Regions from separate parts of the Mus musculus genome. Here all the other regions are linked to region 2. The links are chromatin contacts, called in public HiChIP or PLAC-seq maps. All regions are on one chromosome and are shown on one strand. Each heading gives the region's core, a stretch centred on a gene start, on an enhancer-like site or on the middle of the called end of the contact. The rest is flanking DNA. Distances are from core to core; before and after follow the strand shown. Region 1 has its middle 16 kb from the start of Mir290a. Region 2 has its middle 45 kb from the start of Oscar. Region 3 holds the start of Myadm (myeloid-associated differentiation marker).

Region 1 (4,057 bases), core at 1,491-3,990, 370 kb after region 2:
GATCCTGCTGCCCTCCCCTACCAAATCCTGGGATTAAAGGTGTGTACCCTGCCACTCAGTTTACTCTTTTTGTTTTCTTTTTAATTTATTTACTCACTTTATGCCTCAGTCTCTTTCCCTCCCATAGCCCTTCCCCCACCCCACCCTCTTTAAAAAACAGGCTGCTGTTCTTTGTTTAGGTGGCTGTTAACCAGGGACATCCTGCCAGCCTAGTGAACTGATAAGAGGACCGGGCCCTTCTGGCTGGCCGGCATAATTAAGTTCCTTTTGGTATGAGAACAGAGCCTAATAGGTCACAGTTCTGGTAGACAGAGAGGGGTGGGGTAGGGATACATCTTATCGGGGTGTGATAGCACTGGCCTTTAGTTCCAGCATTTGATAGGCAGAGACAGTGAGATCTTTGAGTTTGAGGCCTGCTTAGGCCACTACCTAAGTGAGTTCCAGGACAGTCAGGGATACACAAGAATATCTTTTGGAAGGGAGGAAGAAGGAGAGAAAGATAAAAATACTTCTTTGGTAACCACAGACTAATCACGAACCTCTCAGTTCTACTTTATTCTAGTTTCTAAGAAGTCTGTTTAAGTGACTAGAGAGATGGCTGAGTGGTTAAGAGCACTGTCTGCTCTTCCAGAGGACCCAGGTACAATTCCTAGTAACCACATGGCAGGTCACAGCTGCCTGTAACTCCAGGTCCAGGGGATATGGAGCCCTCACACAGATAAACTTGTAGACAAAGCACCAATGCAAGTAAAAATAAATCAATCTTAAATAAAAAGTCCCGCTAGTTCAGGATGCTAGTTATCTTGTAGTCATATTGATGTGAGGCCCTTCAGCTAAATTCTACTTCTGTGTAAGGTAATATTTCCTAAGCAATTTATTCTTAGCCGGGCGAGGTGGCACAGGCCTTTAATCCCAGCACTCAGGAGGCAGAGGCAGATGGATATCTGAGTTCGAGGCCAGCCTGGTCTACAGAGTGAGTTCCAGAACAGCCAGGGCTATACAGAGAAACCCTGCCCCCACCCAAAGATTTATTTATTTTATGTATTTGAGCACACTGTAGCTATACAGATGGTTGTGAGCCATCACTTTGTTGCTGGGAATTGAACTCAGTACTTCTGCTCGCTTGGGGACCCCGCTCCTTCTAGCCCAAAGATTCATTTATTATTTTATTATTATTATTATATATTTTTTAAAGATTTATTTATTATTATATGTAAGTACACTGTAGCTGTCTTCAGACACTCCAGAAGAGGGAGTCAGATCTCGTTACAGATGGTTGTGAGCCACCATGTGGTTGCTGGGATTTGAACTCTGGACCTTCGGAAGAGCAGTCAGGTGCTCTTACCCACTGAGCCATCTCACCAGCCCTTATTATTTTATTATTATATGTGAGTACACTGTAGCTATCTTTAGACAGACCAGAAGAGGGTGTCAGATCTTATTACAGGGATGGTTGTGAGCCACCATGTGGTTGCTGGGAATTGAACTCAGTACTTCTGCTGGCTCGATTTGAACTCAGGACCCCCAGGAGAGTAGTCTTACCTGCTGAGCCATCTCACTAGCCCCAGTTTTGGTTTTTCAAAATAGGGTTTCTCTGTGTAGGCCTGGCTGTTCTGGAATTTGCTCCATAGACCATGGCCTCAAACACAGAGAACCACTTGCATGTGTGTGTGTGTTTATTTTCGGTAGGGTTTCACTGTGTAGACCAGGGAGGCCTTGAATTCAAAGAGATCTATCTCCTGACCTTAAATACACATGGCACCACCTCTGGAAGTTTTTGTTTTGCTTGCATGGTACTGAATCTCATATAATTCTGCCTGGCTTGAAACTAGTTGTCTAGTCAAGTATGACCTCAAATTCCTGATCCTCTTGTTTTTCTACCTGAATGCTCGGATAACAGGCATTTGCCACTATGCCTGCTATATACAGTTTCTTTCAGACAAGGTCTTACTGTCTAGCACAGAGTGCCTTGGGATTTACAGTAATTCTCCTGCCTCAGCCTGTTAAGTGCTAGAATAAGAGACAGGAGTCACCAACCAGTTATTGGTTTTTTTTTTTTTTTTTTGGTTTTTTGTTTTTTTTGAGACAGGGTTTCTCTGTGTAGCCCTGGCTGTCCTGGAACTCACTCAGGCTGGCCTCAAACTCATAAATCCGCCTGCCTCTGCCTCTGCCTTCCAAGTGGTGCTGGGATTAAAGGCCTGTGCCACCACCACCTGGCTTATTGTGGTTTTGAGAGAGAGCCTCTCCGAGTAGAGGCTGTCCTGAAATTGCTATATAGAGCAGGAGAGGCCTTGAACTCACAGACATCCTCCTGCCTTCGACTCTCAAATACTGGCTTAAAGATGCCTATCACCACACCTGGCCCCAGTTATGTTTTAGATACAGAGTCTATTTTTTTATGTGGTCCAAACTGGCTTCAAACTTTCTCCTACTTTTTTCTCTCTCAGGACTCTGTTTTCCAAGGGCTGGTATTATACCAGGAGTCACCTTGCAGACCAGACTCAAACTACAGCACAGTTGCTTCGTTTTGTTCTCTCAGGCTGGCAGCCAGCCCTGCCCCCACCAGCCCTGAAGTCAGGAGTCCTCCTAACTTTACTCTTTGCGTAAGGATCTAGAGATCTGGACTCACACAAAGACTTTAGACAGATAGAATTCCCACTGAGTCTCCTGCTTCCTGCCAGATCTCAGCTCTGCAGATTTCAGAGCTGATACGGGAAGGAGTGCCGGGCTGTGGGCCCCAGGCAGCTTTCTCTGCCTTCAGATTGCCCAGGTTCCAGGAAATAATGCGGGGAGGTGTGATGTGCTCGGCTCCTTTGGCCCGGTTCAGTCCAGTCTAAACTGACTCGATAAAGAGGCCTTCTACTCCACCCAGCCAGAATTTCACACCTGCCTCTGCCCCAGGAGATCCCCTCATTGTTTTCAGTAAGGAATGCTTTGCATGTGTGTGTGACCTGGTCTCACTATGTAGGCCTGGCCTGCCTGGAACTCACAGAAACACCCTGCCCTTAAGTCTCGAGTGGCAGGAATAAGCCATTCACCACCACATTTTGAAAAAGCACGTTGTGCTTGATTTAAACCCTGAGCTGCGCTCCCGATCCTCTATCACTGCGTTCCTTGGGTGGGATCTTTTCTCTCTTGCTTTAACTTTGACTTAAAAACCCGAATTACAGGCAGGCTGACAAGGCCACCTGGAATGTCAGTGCGTTTGAGGGCTCCCAAATGTTACGTTTTTTACTTGTTAAAGTAAGTAGTGCTTTAATAACAGAGCTTTCTCCCCAAGACACAGTATCACGATGTAGTCCTGGCTGACAGCTACCCCCAGACATGTGCTTGCCATCTAAGTGCTGAGATTGAAAAAAAAAAAAACCAAAATAGCTCTTCTCTCTGTCTCTCTCTCCCTCCTCTCCCCATTCTCCTCCCCCTCTCTCCACGTGCCCCCCCCACTCTCTCTGCCTTTCTGTCTCTACTACCTTCAACTCCCCTGCCCATGCCCTAAATAAACTCTATTCTATACTAAAAAATGTGTTACTAGGCACAAGCAAGTCCAAGTCTCCCTGTCTCTGTCTTCCTCCTCCTCCTCTTCCTCTTCTTCCTCCTCTTCCTCCTTTTTAAAATGTCAGGGATTCTCTGTGTAGCCCTGGCTGTCCTGGAATTTTCGGTGAGCTCCCTGCTTCTGCCTCCTGAGTGCTGGGATTAAAGGTGTGCACCACCATGCCCGGCACACCTTCATTTTTAAAATTCAGGATTTTACCATGCTTAGGCTGCCCTCAATCAACTCTATAGCCAGGTAGGCTTTGACATGGCTAACTTTCTTCCACACCCTAGGGACAATTGTGTGCAGCTCAGCTTGGCTTCTTTAGCACAGATCTGTACTCCCAGGCCCCAGGCATCCCACATCCCTCCTTTCCAGGGAGAGGGAAAGCCATTTTCCCTTGGCTGCTGCTTTGTTGCTGGGACCACTGTCTAGTACCTGGTGATGAAGTTGGTTTTCACAGTATGGTAGAAGAGAGACTGATCACACACCCATGAAAACCCATATATACATTTATATTGCTAA
Region 2 (4,077 bases), core at 976-3,475:
GCCCACCACCTGGCCTCAGGCAGCCAATCAGAAACTGCCTCACCATCAGAGGCTGCCCACCACCTGGCCTCAGGCAGCCAATCAGAAACTGCCTCACCATCAGAGGCTGCCCACCACCTGGCCTCAGGCAGCCAATCAGAAACTGCCTCACCATCAGAGGCTGCCCTACCACCTGGCCTGAGGCAAGGGCAGAGTCGGCAACAATTTCCAGCCCCCTAGCAACCATTCTGGGGCTTCTCTGGAGATAGAGCCAACCAAATGAAGTAAAGGTCACCTTTATCCTTGGAATTCCCCCAAACCACTTTAAATTGGACCTTGGAACTAACCTGGGCATCTCCATCTTGGCAGACCCCAGCATGCTGGACTTTAGCAAAAGCTCTTCACTTTTGCATACAACTTGAGTCTAGGGTATCATTCTTTAGCAAATCATGGACCCTTACACCCCCAGTGGGCTGAACACTCCTCCATCAATCACTAATTAAGAAAACGTCCCACAGGCTGGCCCACAGTCCAGTCTTAGAGAGGCATTTTTCTCAACTGAGGTTCCTTCCTCTCAGATGACTAGCTTGTGTCAAGTTGACATAAAACTAGTGAGCACAAGGCTTTATGAAAAAGTTCAGAGAGAACAAGGAGTGGGGAGAAGGCTATATTGGAAGTGTCTAAGCCGGGTGGTGGTGGCACACGCCTTTAATCCCAGCACTTGGGAGGCAGAGGCAGGCGGATTTCTGAGTTCGAGGCCAGCCTGGTCTACAAAGTGAGTTCCAGGACAGCCAGGGCTATACAGAGAAACCCTGTCTCCAAAAACAAACAAACAAACAAAAAAACAAAAAAACCAACAAAAACGGAAGTGTCTAAGAGAAGTGGGAGTTTAGAGATGGGGCTGGAGATGCTCAAGATATATTGTTTACATGTATGGAACTATCAAATAATAAATAAAATTAATATTGAAACAAACCAAACAACAAAAGGGCAGGGGACAACACCAATTAGTATATGATTAGCATTTCCTCAGAAGCTTGGTAGAATTGCATGAATAAGCTTAGAAGTAGGTGGTCTGAATTATTTCTGTGTGGTTGGAGACCAACGAAAACCAAGTCAGTAGGAAGTGGTATGATACTTTGCTGAGAGATCAGGTCCTGATTATCACCATGAAACAGAAGTTGTGGGCTAGCTCTGAAGATTAAGAACTGAAGGACAGCCCTTACTGGCAGGTCCCAGAATTAAACTTTAACAGGAACAGCAAGTTGAAGATGCATTCTGGGGAAAGTATGTTAACAAGGGGCATCATTAATTCCCAATTCTTGATCTTGTTCTGTCTTGGTAAGTCCTAGGAGGAGTAGGGCCATTTGGGGTGGGTGGGTGGGTTGGAGAGGCGGACGGAATTGGTAAAGACAGTGAGGTAGCCAGTGAGTCCACAAGGATAACTGACTATGTTTCACTTTGTAAACATGAGCAACTATTGGATGGTTTACACACATTTTCCTCTTTTCTCCAAATCAGTAGGTTCTGAGCTTCTCAATGGCTTTCTGCCAAATGAATGAGACTCGTGTGTGTGTGTGTGTCTGTGTGTACACATGTGTCTTCCTCATGGCCAAGGAAGACATTACATATATAGCCAAAATGGTCAATGCTGGTGCTCAGGACCCCAGACAATGGGATGATACTGCCCACAGTTAAGGTGGGTTTTCCCACCTCGACTAGCCTAATCTAGGCAGTCCCTCATGAGCATTCTTTTTTTTTTTTTTTTTTTTAAAGATTTATTTATTATATGTGTGTACACTGTAGCTGTCTTCAGACACTCCAGAAGAGGGCATCAGATTTTTGTTCCGGATGGTTGTGAGCTACCATGTGGTTGCTGGGATTTGAACTCAGGATCTTTGGAAGAGAAGTCAGTGCTCTTAACCGCTGAGCCATCTCACCAGCACCCCCTCATGGGCATTCTTAGAGGCTAATCTAATCTTGGTAATCCCTCACAAGCATGATCAAAGGCGTCCTTTCAAGTTGACAATATTAACCATATATTGTACTGAAAGACCCACAACGTGAGGACTCCCCCATGTTCTGACTCAGGAGAGGCGAGACCCCAAATCACTCATGAGAAATGGTCTTGATGCAAATTGCAAGAGGACTTTTATTTCAAGAGCACTCTCGGGATCACAGTCATATACCATGAAGCAGTAGAGGACCGTGGTGCCCGAGTAGCTGGGTAAGGTAGTATTTAAAGGAAGAAACCACAACTCAAGGGGGTGGGGAGGGTGTTGTTGGAAAATACCAAAAATACCAGTTAAGAGTCAATGAGGAAGTGCAAAGTCACAAGAGTCACAAGGTATACCTGGTAATTGTGCGGGTTATTTCTCAAGACAGTTTCTAAGAGCCCCTAACAATAGCACATTTACATAGCTGTTTCCATGAAAGGTCAGGGTGGGTCAGGGTGACTTTCTTTGAAGGAACATTCCCTGAATCCAGGAAGCAGGTGAGTGGAGGAATGTCGCTTTCTGTTTTATGATTAGCATGCCTTGGAGCATTGAGTCACAAAGGTCACATTCTCAAGCCTGGGCCTAAAGGCCTAGAATTTTTTGTTTGTTTGTTTTTATGTTACACTTTTTCATTACATAATAATGTATATTATATATGCGTGTTGTATATATGTCATATATGTATAATAATATATTTTTCTATAAATACTGTATGTATAATTATATTGGATTTTCAAGATACGGTTTCTTGGTGAAGCCCTGCCTGTCCTGGAACTTGCTCTTTAGGCACCTCAAACTCAGAGTTCCGCCTACTGCTGCCTCCTAAGTGCTGAGTCTAAAGCTGTGAACCATCACCCATCACCACAAGGCTGTATAAATATATTCATATATAAATCTGTGTGTGTGTGTGTGTGTGTGTGTGTATGTATGTATCTGGGTTCCAAGGATATAACTGTGATTGCCAGATTTATGTAGCATGCGCGCATGCACACACACACCACAACACACCTGTGAAGGTCAGAGGACAACTTTCAGGAATAGGTTCTCTCCTTCCACCACATATGATCCAAGTCAGATCATCAGACTGGCAGCAGGTGCCTTTGCTAGGTGAGCCGTCTCTCTAGCCCTGCTGTAAGTTAGCAGATGGAAGAATTCTTCTGTAGAATCTTTAGAATCTTCTAAGTAATACGAAAGATCTTGTCCTTGAGAGTCTAGAAAAGAACACCCAGCCTAGACATCTTAATTTCAGAGTCTAGGAGCCGTGTGATGCCCCTCTTCTGGCCACCACGGGCACTGCATGCCTGAAATGCAAGCATAGACTGACTTGCAAGATAGATGGTAAGAGAGTGGACTTACAAAAAAAAAAAAAAAACGAAAAAAGAGAGAGAGAGAGAGAGGACTTACAGCATCATACACCATGAGGCGTCTATTATTTTTTTACATCCCTTCATTTAAATGGTTCCCAGGGAGCAGGACGATATGTCATATACAACTCTAAGATCTACTTTCTTCCAGGGTCCTTTGACAAACTCACCTTGAATATCTGGCCCAGCTCTGTGGTTCCCACCAGAGGCAATGTGACTCTGCTATGTATAGCTAAGATACAAGGTGCAAAGTGTGCTTTTTAAAAAGAAGGTATTAATTTGTATCTCAAGACACGAATTGGTTTGTCAGGCTGGTCATCTGATTTCAATCTTGTTATGGGATGGAAGTATGCATTTGAGTTCTATCTCACGGAGTTAGAGCAGTGATGCTGTGAATGCTATGGGAGTGGGAACCCTGATGAAAAGTTCAGTGTTGAAATCCTATTATTGGTCACAGGTGAGGAGGGGCTTCCTTAGAACGACACTTGTCAATCTCCCAAAGGGAGAAAGGGAGGGAGAAAAGAGTGTTCGTCTTCAGAGGGGCTGGGGAGGTCAGGAGGCAGTTGCGATAGAAATGAATACTTTTAGTTATTGCTTTTATTTTTGTATGTGTGTGTTGTGCATGTGTGTGTATGCATGTCTGCATGGGGGGTATGTGAGCATGCATGCAGAGCTTGAAAGTGATTAATTGTTCACGAAGATGGGATCTCACAACCAAACCATACCTCCTGGGTGTG
Region 3 (4,174 bases), core at 1,228-3,727, 280 kb after region 2:
CTCCTTCCTCTCCCAGAACTTGCTGCGTGGGTGGGGTGGAAGCAAATGTGGACAAAGGGCCCGCCCTCAGGCTCGCGAGGGGCGTGAGTGATGTTAACCTAGCCCTGATTTGCAGCCTGCAGAGGGAGATCCCTGGGCGGTGGCTGTAGAGGCGGGAGGCCCAGCCTGGCCCCAGAGTCTCTGCTCCTTATAAGGGCTTTAAGTTGCCTCAGCCAGGGCAATGTGGCAGGGACCAGGAGGTAGTGCCAAGACCCCCGCCGAGAGAGCGAAAGTGGGAGGGGGGAGGGGAGAGGGAGGGGGGAGAGAGAGAGAGACAGAGAGACAGAGAGAAAGAGAAAGAATGAGTTTTTTTTTTTTTGGTTTTTCGAGACAGGGTTTCTCTGTATAGCCCTGGCTGTCCTGGAACTCACTCTGTAGACCAGGCTGGCCTCGAACTCAGAAATCCGCCTGCCTCTGCCTCCCGAGTGCTGGGATTAAAGGTGGGTGCCACCACACCCGGCGCGAGAGAGATTTTTATGGTTACTTGAAAAGTGTGAGTTTGGAGCCAGGCAGAACGACTCCCAAAAGTTGTCCTCTGAACTCTTTCCGTGTTCTGCAGTAGATGTGTCCCTGCGTCCCTCACCCACTGATATATATATATATATTCTATTTTTCTATTTTGAGATAAGCATTTGCTATGTAAGCCTTACTGGCCTGGAACTTGCTATGTAGACCAGGCTGGCCTTGAGTTCACGGAGATCTGCGTGCCTCTGTCCCCTGAGTGCTGGGATTAAGGGAAAAATCTTTTTTTGAACTCTGAGTCCTTTCAGAATGAGGAAAGTCTGGCCTGGGAGTGCAGAACAGTGTTCCCAAAGCACCGGTAGAGGCAGGATTGGAAATTCGAGGCCTTCTTGGGGTCACAGAGAGAGTTCAAGACCACCAAGGGGTGGGGGTGGGGATGGGGGGAAAGGAAGTCAGTAGTGGTGAGGTTTTAAGTAGAGTATTTGACTAGCATGTGTGAGGTACTAGGTTCAACCCCTAATGGGTGGGACTGGGGCTAAGGGAATGAGACTCCTTAAAACTCCTTCAATCTGATGGAGCTCCAGGACACAGCTCTTCCTTGGCTCCAGGCAAGAACTCATGCAGGAGTTGCAATTCTCCCTGGGAACTAGAAGCCTCCAGGGCACTTGGGAGTTGAGACAGAAAGGCAGAAACCCCCAGCTCCCACCAGGATTGGTTTTTTTGGGAAGCCAGGCACCCCGCACTATAATAAGTGGGCAACAGATCGCCTGTAATCTCAGCATTTAGGAGGAAGAGGCAGACGGATCTCTACAAGTTCAGGGCCAGCCAGGTCTACATAGCGAGTTCCAGGACTACAAAGGCTATATACATAAAGCCTGTCTTTAAAATTTTTTAAACAAAAACAAAAATGGCGGGTTAGTGTCCAGCATAAATCCTTCTGTCAGGGAGAAAAGTTAGGAAAGGAGGAATAGAAAGAAAGGAAGACCTTAGGAGAGGTAACGGAACTAGTGATAGAGGCCTCCAGCATCGTTTGAAGTCATTGCTCAGGAATGCTCAGCTAAAGACATAAGCAGGGTGAGGAAACGCCCCTAGAGTTTCCTCCTAGGTCTAGTTCCACTCTCAGGGCCACACCCAGCACCCCTGCTACCATCCCCAATGCCACACTCCTGAGGTCATCCATCACTCCACAGACAGGGCACATGCTGGGCACAGCCCTGAACAGACTCCAGGCCACGCCTCACACCAGTGGTGGGCTCAGCCGTAAGCCTTCAAAGATTCCTACCTCCCTCCCCCCAGCCCCCCCCCCATACTCTAGTGCGGGTGCAGGCCTCTGGGAGGGTCAGAACAAGGACTTTCCCCTCCTGAGTCCCTCCAGGTATAAGCACCAGGTATAAGCATCCAGGAGTTCCATCTTCTCGGATTCAGGGATCTATACTCAATCTTTCCGAGTCTTCAAACCAAGAGTCGAGATCCCAGCCCCTCCCTTCTTCCGTCCCAATTCAAACTCCAGTACCTTCTCCCTCAGAACAAATTCAGACCCCCAACTTCCTCCAGATTAAGGTCTGAATCCTGCCCTCCTCCCTGAGACCCATCTTAAATACAGATCCCAAACCTTTTTGGTCAGACCTAGGAGTCTAGATCCCATCCTACCGCTCTCAGCCTCAAGGGTCCAAGTACCACCGTCCTTCCTCATACCCACGTGCCCACTCCCCAGTCCCTCTTCTTTCCCATGTATGACCTGTATGAGCTCAGATGTTCAGCCTTTCATCCAGAGCTTGAGTCCTGGTCCAACTGCAGTGTTTCTAGGGATCCAGACACCTGAATCCGTGCCCACTCCTCTTTCTAGAACCAAGGATCCTGGACCACAACTCCTTCCCTTTGGGGGTCCCTGCAGCTTTACCTCTCCAGGCAGTGGCGACTGTAGCACAAACAAGGACGACAGCTGCAGACCAAAAGGGTCTTAGGACTGGGTGGAGTTGGCCAGCTGAGGAGCGCGCGAGGGAGGGGTTGTGGGCGGGGTTTGGGCCTGGCTAGGGCGGTGAAAAGGGACTTTCCCTTCATTCAGGCTATCCCTGGTAGGCCCCGAAGGCGGGGCTAATGCCACACCACGCCCCCAGAAGGCTAGCGTCCTGGATCTCCCGCCCTACCAGTGAGGGGGTGCAGAGCTGAGGTCACCGTAGCCGTGGAGACAAAACAGGAAGACACAGCAGCTGGAGGGGTGGGGTCTCCTGGGGGCTATCCTCCCTGTCATAGCTCTAGAAAGAAATCTTCAGGGTAGACCGGAGAATGCTGTTGCCATAGAAACGTACTTGTTTATGATTTGTTTCAGATAGAGTCGTCGCCCCCCCCCCACTAAGCCGGGTCCCCACGCCTAGTCTCACCTCTCATTCAGTTCTCCCGCTCTCCGCCCCACGCCTCTGTCTATCAGTTCCCCCACGATACCCAGAAAAAGGAAATCTTACACATCCAGGTCCCAGCAGTTTGAGGGTCAGCTAGACCTCTGTTTAACGGAGTCTTGTCTACCTGAAGCAGAATTTAGGGTGCCAGGCCTTGAGCTTAAGCTACCTTGACTAGTGAGGGCCCACCCCCAAAAAACAAAGACTAGATTCCTTCGTTTAGGGGTCTGCATAGAGAGTGGGCCATATCTCCAATTACACTGTAATCATGGCCTGAGGACCCTTGGGCCAAGTCTCAGAAGATCACAGCCAGGAGACGCGAAAGGATGATGGATAGTAGCTAAATTCCTGGAAATTTGGAGGGAGGGTACCAGATTTCTGAGCGTTCAGTTTTCAAAACATATGTGGTTGGTTGGTTGGTTGCCTGAGTCTAGAAGGGCACGCTATTTTTGGCCTGAATTCCTGCCTTCAGGACAAAGGGAGAGACTCAGAATCTTTATGAGGACAGGGCTAGGGCCCGGAGCTCTGGATTCTAGGTTCTATCATATGGGAAGGATTCCTCGGGCCCTATAGTACCGGGAGGAGAGGGGCAAAAGCAGGAAAGAGATGCAGGATTGGGAAAAAAAAAAAAAAAAAAAGTCGGATTTAAGGGCCTGAAAGAACTCGACTGAGCCAGATGGGAAAAGAAGCTGAAGGTCGCGATGCTGGAGGGACCTTTAGGTCTCTCCTAAAGGTCCCAATGCTGGCCCCCTGGGCAGGGCGGAGACCCAGGACACCTGGTTCCCTCCCTCCTGGCTGCACTCACTCACCCCGCTCTGCAGCGGTCCCGGGCGCGGCCTTGCTCTGCTGCTGCTGGGCGGGGCCTAGTGGCGGCTGCGGCTGCTTGTCTCTTCCCGGCGGCTGCTTCTGGTTACCTTCCAGGAAGACTGGAGAGGTTTATAGTCCTAGCCCTAGAGAGGAAGCTAGGAGCTTCGCGAAGGGGGTGGGAGGTGGGGGTTCGAAGGGGTCCAAGAGCTCACTACAGCCAGCTTCGTGTCCTACAGAGGAGGGAGGAGCTGGAGAGGGGACCTGGACGCTTGCTTCTTGCTTCGTGCTTTGCAGAAGTGGGGGTGGGGAACAAGGTAGGGATGGGTAGGCGAAGAGCTGTGTGCTCACTTTGCCTGTCTGGGAAGAGACCCAGAAACAGACCCTCTTTGTCATTTTATGCCTTGCAAAAGGGAGGGTTTTAGTTTAGTTTAAACACACACAGACATTTACTACACATTTACTTTATGTGT

Evidence for each region. HiChIP or PLAC-seq counts read pairs in DNA pulled down with a chosen protein or histone mark.
Region 1: an H3K27ac HiChIP or PLAC-seq map of embryonic stem cells shows a contact between it and region 2, with 5 times the contacts expected there. The contact joins two enhancer-like sites. A contact is called at or near these places in 6 of 39 promoter capture datasets (the C10 cell line, the HPC-7 cell line, cranial neural crest and 3 more) and 3 of 115 datasets of contacts at active chromatin or transcription factors (embryonic stem cells and extraembryonic endoderm stem cells).
Region 3: an H3K27ac HiChIP or PLAC-seq map of bone marrow-derived dendritic cells shows a contact between it and region 2, with 4 times the contacts expected there. The contact joins the promoter of Myadm here to the enhancer-like site in region 2. A contact is called at or near these places in 4 of 39 promoter capture datasets (the HPC-7 cell line, HPC-7-derived erythroid cells, stem cell-derived epiblast-like cells and 1 more), 1 of 484 Hi-C or Micro-C datasets (the G1E-ER4 cell line) and 9 of 115 datasets of contacts at active chromatin or transcription factors (the NIH/3T3 cell line, bone marrow-derived dendritic cells, bone marrow-derived macrophages and 4 more).

What each region holds. Positions count from the first base shown.
Region 1 is chr7:3,200,199-3,204,255 of GRCm38.p6, reverse strand. No RefSeq gene overlaps it. Among named protein-coding and RNA genes, the nearest start is that of Mir290a, 16 kb to the left of the region's middle. RefSeq lists a cis regulatory region at 1-4,057. Within about 2 kb of position 2,740, at least 46 of the 459 cell types and tissues checked have an H3K27ac peak or open chromatin away from gene starts, as enhancers often do. A contact at or near this core is called in embryonic stem cells, where this site is marked.
Region 2 is chr7:3,569,094-3,573,170 of GRCm38.p6, reverse strand. No RefSeq gene overlaps it. Among named protein-coding and RNA genes, the nearest start is that of Oscar, 45 kb to the left of the region's middle. Within about 2 kb of position 2,225, at least 18 of the 459 cell types and tissues checked have an H3K27ac peak or open chromatin away from gene starts, as enhancers often do. A contact at or near this core is called in the G1E-ER4 cell line, bone marrow-derived dendritic cells, embryonic stem cells and 1 more, where this site is marked.
Region 3 is chr7:3,288,858-3,293,031 of GRCm38.p6, reverse strand. Myadm (myeloid-associated differentiation marker) reads right to left here and starts at 2,477. Exons shown (of 3, transcript NM_016969.2): 1 at 2,402-2,477.